Linked DNA regions of Macaca mulatta: region 2 is linked to region 1. Evidence: chromatin contacts called from public Hi-C data. All regions are on one chromosome and are shown on one strand. Each heading gives the region's core, a stretch centred on a gene start, on an enhancer-like site or on the middle of the called end of the contact. The rest is flanking DNA. Distances are from core to core; before and after follow the strand shown.

Evidence for each region. A called contact is a pair of places that touch in the nucleus more often than the background predicts.
Region 2: a Hi-C map of fetal cortical plate shows a contact between it and region 1, with 2.8 times the contacts expected there. The contact joins the promoter of RAP2A here to the promoter of MBNL2 in region 1. A contact is called at or near these places in 2 of 14 Hi-C or Micro-C datasets (fetal cortical plate and liver).

The regions. Positions count from the first base shown.
Region 1 is chr17:91,949,962-91,955,411 of T2T-MMU8v2.0, forward strand. It overlaps MBNL2 (muscleblind like splicing regulator 2), which reads left to right and starts at 1,357. Exons shown (of 6, transcript XM_077973884.1): 1 at 1,357-1,555.
Region 2 is chr17:92,158,589-92,164,482 of T2T-MMU8v2.0, forward strand. RAP2A (RAP2A, member of RAS oncogene family) reads left to right here and starts at 2,102. Exons shown (of 2, transcript NM_001193832.3): 1 at 2,102-2,577. The coding sequence starts at 2,264. It overlaps LOC114673441 (a long non-coding RNA gene), which reads right to left and starts at 1,590. Exons shown (of 4, transcript XR_013407692.1): 1 at 537-1,590.

The DNA of each region.
Region 1 (5,450 bases), core at 107-2,606:
ATGTGGTAGCATTACATGGGGAGGACAAACAATGTAAGCATAAAAAACTGAGGGGAATAAAGCATAGTAGTTATTGAAGAAAGTAGCCTAGAAATTATGTGAAACATTGTTTTTAAGATGTAATGGCAAAATAAAAAGAAAGCATTCCATTTCATTCTGTTGCTTCATTACAGATGCACTGAACAGTTGCTTATAAAAATAGTGCATTGGGTTCAACCTTTCAGATGAATAGGGGCTTTGTTCTGCCTTGGTCTCGTCATGTAATCATCATACTTTTTTGTTTTTTCTTAAAATGTTGTATTCAGGGGAAGGAAAATGTATGCTTATTGTGTTTGCTAAATGCCATATGTTTTTGTGTTTTTGTTTTCAAAGCATACAGAAATGCTGTAGACTGGGAAATAAATAAATAAATAAATAACCCTTTCTAACCTTTCTCTTCTTCTGCTTTATTTCAGGAAACTCCAGCACCTCCTAGAACATCTTTTGTGGAATGGCAGGCACCTCATGGGGGCCCTTGGATCATGTGCCACATGCATTCAACAGTAAACATCTTCCTATAATCATTGCTTCATTAACGACAATGTAAGCCAATGCACAGTATTTATCAAATGGCATCTAAGATGGTTAAGGCACACCTAATCCTCTCGTGGGTGCCTGCCAAGAGTAGAAAAGGGTGGTGTATAGATATCAATTTTATTGTCCAGCATTCCCTAATCGAAGTCCCAAGTGGTCTGAAAACTTAGACGAAAGATAAATGGGCCACAGTAATTAACCAGTGCAATAACAGATGTTATACAGGAAACCTGTGTGTGCCAGAGCTAGAAGCATGTTTTGATTTTGAATACGCATTTGGGCTAGCACATTCTTCCCCAATAATGGAAATACGTAAATGTTTTGTAAGGTATTAATTGCCATGGCAGACACTGAATTATTTTTCCTTTACAAAATATACACATATGCTTTGTCAGATAGTCCAAGGACTTCAGTTTCATGTACAACCTGGATTTCTTTGGAATCTGCGGAGTTTCACATTTTCCAAAGTGTTCACGGTGCAGCTCCTGGCTCCGAGCTGGCTGTCTTCAAGGGTGTTTTCTTGAGCTACCCCTCTCTCTGCTCTGCCAATTATGTGCCACTTTGTCTTGGTGCTATGATTGCTTTCTTCTGAGAGGGAAATTCCTCTTTCATCAGTATGGATGCACTGTTTTTACACACTGCAAGTGCTGTGTTACTGTGTCAGTCATCCTATTAGGGCCAGTTTCAGACGAGTAGGGCTGACGAGCTGGCTGGGGATTGGCTGGCCCGGGCTGGGAGGGATTTGTCGGAAGGAAGGGCTTGCAGCTTACAGCAACAGAGTTTAGACTGTCTTTGCTTCATCATCTGAAGGTAAAATTTTCCAGATACGGCAGGCGGCTTTCAGAGTACAATAAACAGGGAATGAGAACTATTTACATGGAAGTTTCTTCCTCATGATGCGGTGGAGAAGCCTCGGCCACTTGGTTCTGCCGGATGTTCCTGGGGTTACTGTAAATGGGAAGGACAGGCAGAGCTAAACAAGGTAGGAGAATCGCCCCCCTTTTTTGAATGTTTAAAGAGTTTGCTGCAGTATGCTGCATTCCATGTGTGCTGCTTAGGGGAGCCAGGGAAACTGGATTCCACTAATTCAAATGTAATACTTGCGGGGGACCCTGGAGTTTTACGTAACATTTTGATTTGAGAAAAAGAAATGGCAAAGCTTGAATCTATGCCGCCTGTTCGGGGTGAGGCACGAAATCGAGTTTTTATGCAAAGAATCGATTCATTTATTACATTATTTTTTAAAAACCATTTTAATTCTTCGGCGCAATCTTATTTTCTTGCTATAAAAAAATTGTCATATTGCCATAGCTAGTTCCCAAATAGATAAAGTTTACATGGATCCTATTATTTGAAAACAGACTTGCAATTAAGGATTAAAAAAAAAATTCATGGTAAATAATCATCGGTTGGATGTTTGACCAAACGTATGTGTCTATTTATTAAAAATTAGGGACTTACCTAGCTCTAAAATGCTACAGCTTTAACTGAGTTTCAAAAGCACATTTTTAACAACCTAGCAAGAGGTAGCTTTCTGGCAAGTTTTCGATACTGTAGTTCAATGTTTACATTTCTTTTCCTGGCATGTCTGAGTCTTTGTTTCCAGCTTAAAAGTGGAACCATTATATTCAAAAGTAAAGCTGGGTTAATAATGCTTACTGCAATTATCTGATCTTTATGCATTTTTAATGAGAACACACAGCCAGCAGAATAATTTAATGAGGGCAGGCTAGCTTTTAAAGCTGTGTTTTCACTATGCCGAACCATATCAACTTTCTCGCTGAGAAGCAGCAGTGAGAAATGATGGAGAAGATTTATTTTTAACACACTTGGCCCAGGAGAAGGAAAGGATGTATTTGCTAAAGAATTCTTTCTGCCCTTTTCCGTTTTAAATTTCTGCCAGGCATGAGGAAACTGTGCTTTTTTGTTAGGCCTCGGAAGCATGTGTTTACAATAAATGTGTAACATTTTTAGAATAGTTAGCAAGCACTGAAGCGAAGAAAAAAATCTGACTTGCCTAACCACCACCACCTTGAATGTTCTTCAAGAAACATTACTGTCCCTTTAAAAGACAAAGGTTAAGTGGAAAGCTATTTGTTAATTGGGTAATGTGTGCGTTTTGGGGACAATAAGGTTTTAAAAAAAGGCAGGGGGAACGTTCTTATAATCTTTAAATAAGAAGAAGTTTCTTCAGCTATCCTACTTGTTTTGCAAGGAGCAGTAGAACTACTCATTTAAATAAGGGCAATGCCACGTAGATTCTTCTAGACCCACTGTTTTTACTTTCAAGGAGAAGTGCAGGACACTAGCCCAGAACTTCTGACGTCATCCCCCAACTATTTCTGCTGTGTGTTCCTTTATTCGAGCTTGTGGAGAGGAATATTTCTTTATGTCCTGGCCAGGAACATTCTAACTCCCCGTTGGCAGGACTTAAGTTATGTCTTTATATTTTCGCCTGTCTTTTGTAAACTGTAAACCCGTCCCCCTCATAAATAGGGCATCTTCTCGTACCTGCCTCATGTCGGGCCGGTCAGCAGAGGTTTTCTGCAGGGCTTCTGGCTGGGCTGGCAAAAAGCAGCAGGGAGCAGGGCACAGCTCTTTTTCTGGCCTGACTCCCCCTCGGTGCAGCCCAGCGCTGCCACCTAGGTGGATGGTCCCCGGGGCCCTATTCCCAGTTGCTCCAGAGCCACTATTTAGGATCCAGGTTGTGCCACCAAGTTCAAGGCTGGTTGTGATGGTGGGAACAGCTGTTTTCATAGAGAAATCATCATGTCCTAGCACAGATGGCCCCGAGCAGGGGAAGTACAATACTGCAGGCTGCGAATCCATGTCACAGGTGGCAACCTTGGTCACAGAGATCGGGGGAAGGGTAACGTTTACGAAGGAACCTTTTAAAAAAGATTTTGATTGGAGCACATTGGAGTTCCCGGGAGTTCCCAAAGCTAGTTTGTGTCTCCTCTCCGACTACTCATGTAGTTTTGAGCAAGTGCCTACCTTTTCTATCTTTTAATAGAATTGAATCATACTTGCTACACTTTCCCTCATCATTTAGCATTCTGACACCTTAACCTTTTACCAAAAAAAAAAAAAAAAAAAAGGTTGTTTGTCTCTGGGCAAACTGAGCTATTTAAAGTACAAAGGGATAAAACCTCGGTATTAGGAAACTGTTGGCAAATGCCTTAGGGTATTAAGATACATAGTCATATACACAAAACCCTTCATTCTACTTTGTGCTCATGTAAATTTTTTTAGGGATATTTATTCTTAGTTCAACAAATGAAATTTCCAAGGAAATCAAAGCGTTGTTGTTTGCATTTTTTCCATTGATCTAGTCTGATATACTAGAAGCTCTGCAAAGCACACTATTCTGGCCATAGGCCTTGTAGTGCCCAAAACATTTAATGCTGTTTTTCCTTTGACTTTTGTGTTAAATTTGTGAAAGTGGAGTAAATAAGAGAAAAAACAGGAGGGAAGGAGAAAAAATATGCTTGTGAAATATACTGGTTAGGTAGCTTTACTGGTTAACAGCCTGCCTTCTCTCTGCTAGTTGTTTCAATTTGCTGTTGCTATGGTGAAAACAAATCAATATCACATGGCTACCAGCCAGTCCCGCGCTCAGGGAGCGCCACAGAAATTCAAGATCAGGTACTCAAGATTCCAAGCAAGAATTGGGAAAAGAGGATTTAGATGCTGAGCTTAAGATAATTCCATATAGTAGAATAAGTAGGTTCAATCTCGCATGCATTTTCTCTTCCTTTTTTCTTGTACTTTCCTACTGATAACAAGAAAAAGATGAAAAGGAAGGTATACTGATTTGTTTACATTTCCAAAATGACAAAACACATTATCAACATAGAAGTAGGTTGGCAACATTGCAAGGGGTGAAGGATTCTGATTCAGGAAAAGGTGGATAACTACAAGACATGTTGGTTGTTGAAAACATAGTTTGGGGGCCTGGGGGCCTTTACCATCTTCAGGTACAGCTACATGTCAGAGCTGGCTGGATCGTGCCGAGCAGAGAAACCTGGCAACTCTAGTTGGACAGGTGGGCAGTGGAGATAAGGGGGGGTTACAGAAAGGTAGGGAGCTGTGGGCATAAAAATCAGCAAGCAAGAAAGCCCAGAGAGAGCTGCAGGTCAAGAGTCAGGCCAGGCGAGCACAGAACCCCTGGGGCATGGCAGAACAGTAGAGAGGACAGTTTGCCCTGTTCACAAAATCTGCTCAAGACCCAAGCTAAAGGCCTAGCAAAGAATGGCAGGAAATGGCTGCAAAGAGAAGTGAAGGTGTCATGGGCCCGGGCATCCTTTCTGGAAGGGTCGACTCAACTGGATGGGCATGGATGCCCGCTGCTGTGGAGAGCAAAGAGCTTGATATTTTAATGCTTTGGTTTCTTTCAGAAGAGTGAGGCAGGAAGACTTAGCTGGGCTTTGTAAATTAGTTCACATACTATTTTTCTCTCCAGTTTTCTGCTCTGCTCAGTTTTTTTTTTCTTTTAAAAAATGTGCACAAACTATTTTTTGCAGCCGTGATAATATTCGTAGTAAAGAGCCAAAGGTGGCTGGGTCTGCATCAGGCCTGGGCCTCCAACGGCACGGCTCCAACTACACAGTTGTTTATGGACACCAGTCCGGGCCTCCTCTGCCGAGAGTAAAAACCAGGTGTGAAAGGTAAGGCCTAAGGGTTTATTTTGTAAACCTGAGCTCTGAGGCAGATGGACAAGTTTTGGGCAGGCCTGTCCTCTGCAATACAGCAGAAACGCTTGGTAATAAAAGTGGACTCAATAATTTACCTTAGTGTTTTGACAAAGAACGCATTGTCTGAATTATCCTAGGTAGTATATTCCATCAATCAGTCAACAAGTGTTTATTAAACACCTC
Region 2 (5,894 bases), core at 852-3,351, 210 kb after region 1:
CAAGGTAATGCAAATATAAGTTACCCATTCTAATATAACGAAGCTCTAGGGAAATAGGAAACTACTAAATTTGAGTAGTCTTTGCAGTAGTTTGACTATCGACAGAAAAGATGGTGAAAGAATACCTGGCTTTTAACTCAGACCAAAATCCCCTCTGCATGATGACCTTGTGGGAAAGAGGACCGGGGGAGAGGTATGCCAGGCTTTAACAACAGAACTACAGAAATGTATTATTCGCAGGAAATGTGCGACAGTAACGAACGGATGAGACTAGTTTGAGAAGGACCTAGTTTAAAGAAAGTAAACCGAGTAACCGGTAACTGCAAAAAATAATGCAGGAATGTTTGAGGATGTAACGTCTCCTAAATTTGACGTTATGGGTGGGAGAGGGTGTGTAACTAAGATGTAATGCTAGCGACAGAACGCTAAGTTTTAAAACTTAATAGTGAAAGAAAAAATAATGTTCTGGGAGGAACGCCTGGAAGACCCATGCAATTGCTGCACGATATCTCCTTAAGGACCGGAACATTTCTCACCCTGAAGACAAAAGTCCCTGTGTTCTCGATTCAGCCCACATCCCTCAGCACCATTTCCATGCCCATCATTTAGGCAGAATGCCACGGAGACGACGTTAAAAGTGGAATTCATCATTCTGGCTTGCAACCCATCTTGTTCTTTTGCCAGAACAGAGCACAGCAACTGGCTCCTCAATCTCTGCCCCTCCCAAACGCCCGCAGCCGGGCCCTATCTCCATCCCGCCAGCCTCTGTGGCAAGGGGCTCGCGAGCTCTGGTTGGCTTGGTCGAAACTTCCGTCACACGCCAGCTCACCTACGATTGGTTGGCAAAGCGTGCGCGAACCGCCCCGCCTGGCGAGGCACTGGGGGGTGTGCTTGCGGATCCCGCGACAGATTTTTTTCCCGATTGGTTGAAAGAGGAAAGTCACGTGGTATGGGGAGGCTCTCTTATTGGTAGTGAATGGTACCATGGGGTGCAGAGACATGACGTGGTTGGCTAGAATGAATCCCAGCTTCCCACTAGATGCCCCTAGCCGGCTGTTGCTATGAGGTGTCCCGGGGCCTTCCGGCTGCCGGTCGGGGTTCCGCTCTCCAGGTTTTCAATTCACCAGTGGCTGACAGGGCGTGGACAGAGCTCGACTGCAGTTCGGCACTGAAAGGGGCGGATCTAGAAGAAATGTGGGCGGATCCAGAGGATTGGTGGGCGGGACCCTGGCGACGTCAGCAGGCTTGGACCCAACTTCCGTGGTGTGTGGCCGCCTCTGGCTCGACCCTGTGGCGCGCTGCCGGAGGGGGCTGTCACCCTCCTATCAATGTCCTAACACTCGAAAGCTTCGTTTTGTTGCGTTTACACAACTTCAGGCAGAAGCCTGTAGGTGCCCGTCCCCTTAAAGCTACACATGCTAATACAAGATAAAACCAAAGCTCTAGAAGTGCTGACAGACTGGGTGGCATCGGGCAAAGGCCCTCGCGGTCCCTCTTGGGCCTTGGGCATCTCTCCCCTTCACTCCTCGCCTCAGGGTAAAGCTTGGAGGTAGCTCTGGCCCCTCTACCATCGCATCTCCGCCGAATTCTGAACGTGGGAGTCTCAGGTTGACTGCTCCCAGCTCGGGCGGGAACTGCGCATGCTCGGTACGTAGGCCCTGGGGTCTGACTGGGCGCGCAGGGTTCGGCGCTGCTGGGCAGTCGCGGTGCTTGTTTATCTCCGCGACGGCAGAAGCTTCGGAGCCGCGCAGAGCCTCTCGGGAGCGCCCGCGGCCGGTCGCCTAGGCGACGGGGACGGGGGCGAGGCTGTGCCGCGGGCTCCGCCCCGGCCGCCGGGCCCCGCCCCTGGCCGCGCTGCGGCTGGGGCTCGGGCGCGCGCTCCAGCGCTGGGGGTAGCGGCGGCGGCGGCGGCGGGCGGGGATCTGGGCGTGGAGGCGCGAGGGGCGGGGCGGGCGGCACTGCGGGCCCGCGGCTCGGGCGGCTCGGGCGGCTCCGGCGGCTCACGCTCTGTCTCCCTGCTCGCCCTCAGTCCCACCCGGTGCCCACGGGGCCGCATCGCCGCCCGGCTCGGCCCATGCCTAGGGCCGCTGCTCCCTCAGCTGCCGCCGCCGCCGCCGGCGCCCAGGGGGCCGCCGCGGCTGTGAGGTGGGGGCGGCCGCGGGAGGCGGCTGGGCGGGCCGCCGGGGCCGGGGCTGGGGGCGCAGCGCGGCCGGCGTAGGTCTATGTCGCGGGCGGCGGCGGCGGCGGCGGCCGCGGAGGGACGATGCGCGAGTACAAAGTGGTGGTGCTGGGCTCGGGCGGGGTAGGCAAATCCGCCCTGACCGTGCAGTTCGTGACCGGTACCTTCATCGAGAAATACGACCCCACCATCGAGGACTTCTACCGCAAGGAGATCGAGGTGGATTCGTCGCCGTCGGTGCTGGAAATCCTGGACACGGCGGGCACCGAGCAGTTCGCGTCCATGCGGGACCTGTACATCAAGAACGGCCAGGGCTTCATCCTCGTCTACAGCCTCGTCAACCAGCAGAGCTTCCAGGACATCAAGCCCATGCGGGACCAGATCATCCGCGTGAAGCGGTGAGCGAGGGCGCAGGGGGCTTGGCGGCTGCACCCCGGAGTCACCGTCCCGGGGCCAGAACTCCCCGCGCGGGGCTCTGGGGAGGGGGCTGTCTGGGGGGTGGCTCCGAGCTGGAGGCTTTACTATTGTCATTCTGCTCCTCCTCCTCAATCTCAAATTCGAATGCTTTGTTTCACAACTAAAATTTGGCATCCTGTTAGCCCACAGAACAGCTCTTTGTCTCTTGGCCGTTGTTAGCATTGCTTGTACAGAGCCCCCAAGGAAACAAAGTTTAAAACTTGCAGAGGGGAAGGGAGTGGATGGGTTTGTGTTGGGAAGAGAGGAACTGTGCAGGTATAGTTGAGACATTTGCAGACTGAACAACAACAGTCTGCCTTGGCAATGTTTGACAGCAAAAATCGCTCACACACCTATACAGTAAAGTCAAGTCCAGAGGAAAGAGACCTTTCTCATCTCGTTAAAGGTTTATGGTTCCAAGGCGTTTTACAAAAATTAAGTCTCTAATTTAGAGCAAAACTTTAAAGACAGATTATCAAATTTTTTGAAGACATCGTAAGCTAAATGGGGTTTCGAGAATATTAACATAGAGGAGTGCAAATAAGCCATTCACAAGAGGAAAAGAATGCAGCTTAGCTGTTTTTTGTTTTTGTTTTTAATATAGCCGCCTTAACCGCTTCAAAAAAAAAAAAAAAGTTCCTGGAAACAAAACAGAAGCTTCTTCAAAAGTGTGACTCAAGTATTAGCTAATTTAAAGTTAACGTTAATAAGCCTTTATATATATATAAATTGTTTTCTAAAGTATACATTTTGGAAATATGGCTGATTACTTAAATGATTTAAAATGTTTGTTTTCTCTTAAATTCACTGAGTATATTTTTCCATGTAATTTCAAGCATTAGAAATGTGATAATATCTTAGTGCAAAGTTTTGGCAGATTTTTCTAATTATCATTTAATTACATATTACCGTTTTATCCAGTTGTTGTTAGTTAAAGCCTGCTGATAATTTTAGTGTCCTTTTTTTCTTGCCTTATTCTACTTAGAGCCTAAATCTGAAGACCTTTATTGAAAGATGGTTGTAAGTGCACTGTAGACATAATCACATTGTACGTCAGTTTGAGTCCACTCATTTTGAAAGAGCAAGGACCAAGTTATGTGTGCCCAGGGGATGCTCAAAAACTCATTACGAGTAGTGGGTTTTTAATGCAACCTGTGAGATCAAAGAGAAGGCTCTCTCTCCATTGCTCCACCCCCCCCCCTTAACTACTTGAGTATGCACTTTAATAGCTGAACTAAAATTGTGCATGTTATTCATCCTTGTGTTAAATTCCAAACTAGAATAAAGCAGATACTTGCGTGGTCTCTGCTGCTAAGATTTGCGAATTTGATAGCTTTTTACTTCTCCAGTATCATTTTCCTAAAGTTAAGCTTAGTATGAGGATGGCATTTAAGGGGCTACATTTAAGTGACTTAAATCCTTATTACCCCCTCCCCCAATACCACACAATTAGAAAGAAACAAACCAAACCAAACCAACTGCAGGGTAGTCTGATACATCGCCACATGTTAATGTTAGGCCAAATGCATACGTCAAAAAATAATCTAAATGTCCCAACTTCCTCACCCTTCACATTTAGATATGCAGGCATAAAGATATGAAGATGCAGATATACAATGATAAAGCCACATACCCATGGCTAACTTCTTGAAGCCTAGGGAACAAATATGGCAAAATATTTTTGGATAATATGGTCCACATAATTTTGTAGTTTCTTGTAATTTAGTGCAGATTACTTTTCTCAGTTATAATAATAGGTTAGTCTAAACTCAGTATATTGGAGCAATGTATTTATTTTCCTTATGGCCCAGAGGAAAAAAAGAGTAAAATTCTGCATGCCCAGATATCATTTTACTCACTAGTCTCAGTTCTTGATATAAAAAGATCATTGATCAGCTGAAGTAGAGTTCATAAATTCTTTCACCAGAATTCAACCATTGTATACGTAAGAACCTCTTGGACCCTCACTTATGTGTCTTTGTAATACGGTAGTAGTAAGGTATTTTACACCTCATCGTAATCCCAGCATCTGGCTTCCCATCATTGATGGAGAGGACGTGTGAATGCAGGTGGCCTCTCAGTATTTGATATCTACTGTCAAATTCAGTATTCAGCTTTAGGTCTAGGTCAGCACTTTTCAATAGAGATATAACGTGAGCCACATATGTAATTTTAACATTCCTAGTAGCTGATTTTTTTTAAATAACATAAATATGTGGAATTAATTTTAATAATGTATTTTATTTAACCCACCATATTTAAAATAGAATCATTTCGACATGTCAATATTCAAAAATTATTGATAGGATACTTTACTTTTTTATACTGTGCCCTTGAAGTTTGGTATGTGTTTGACGTAGCACATCTCAATTCAAACAAGTCACATTTCAAGTGCTCAGTAGCCACATGTGGCCACAGGCTGCCATATTGGACAACAGAGGTCTAAGGTGTATATGATTTGGGGAAATGCTTGCTTATTTCTCTAAACTTCAGTTTCCTTATCTGTGAAATAGAGATTAATATGCACCTTCAAGAGTCCTTGTAAGAATTAAATGAGATAATGTATTTTAAGATACCCAAAACAATACCTAGTACACAGAAGTTGCTCAAAAAATTCTAGCTGTCATTCTTACTTTAATAACTTTGTCATTTATCTTCCTTAAATTTTACCCTTGATATAAATGTAATTTTAGAAGAAATAAATTTGTAATTGCATTTTGGAATTCATTATTTAGTATAGGCAAGATGAGACTAAAAAGCAATGAGGTTAAAATAATCCTTGGAAGAACTGTGTTGGTATTCTCTTTAAATATTTTCTCTTATGAAGGATCTGATGGAAAAGGGCATGAGAATGAACATTTAACTTCAAGTACAGTGTAGCAATAATGCACAGCACTAATGCATAGCCAAACGACGAATGGAGCTTTTCATTTTTCATTTTCATTTCAAATAATAGCAGTCATTTTCAAGGATTTCTATTACTTGAAATATTTCACTTTTAAGAAATATAAAAACTCCCTTAAGTGTCTATAAGTGTACATACCTCCATATACATACACGACCTCTTATCAAAGCCAAGTGGACCAACTGAAAATGGCTGTATTTGTAAATTCATATGCTTTCTTTTCTTAACTTGATTTTGGGTGACATTACACACACAAAGAAAAGTAATAGGGATATAGGAAATGTTTTTCAGTTGAAATAAAACTAGAATTTTTTCTGATTTTGTAATTGCTTTTCTCATTATTACCCATGCCAG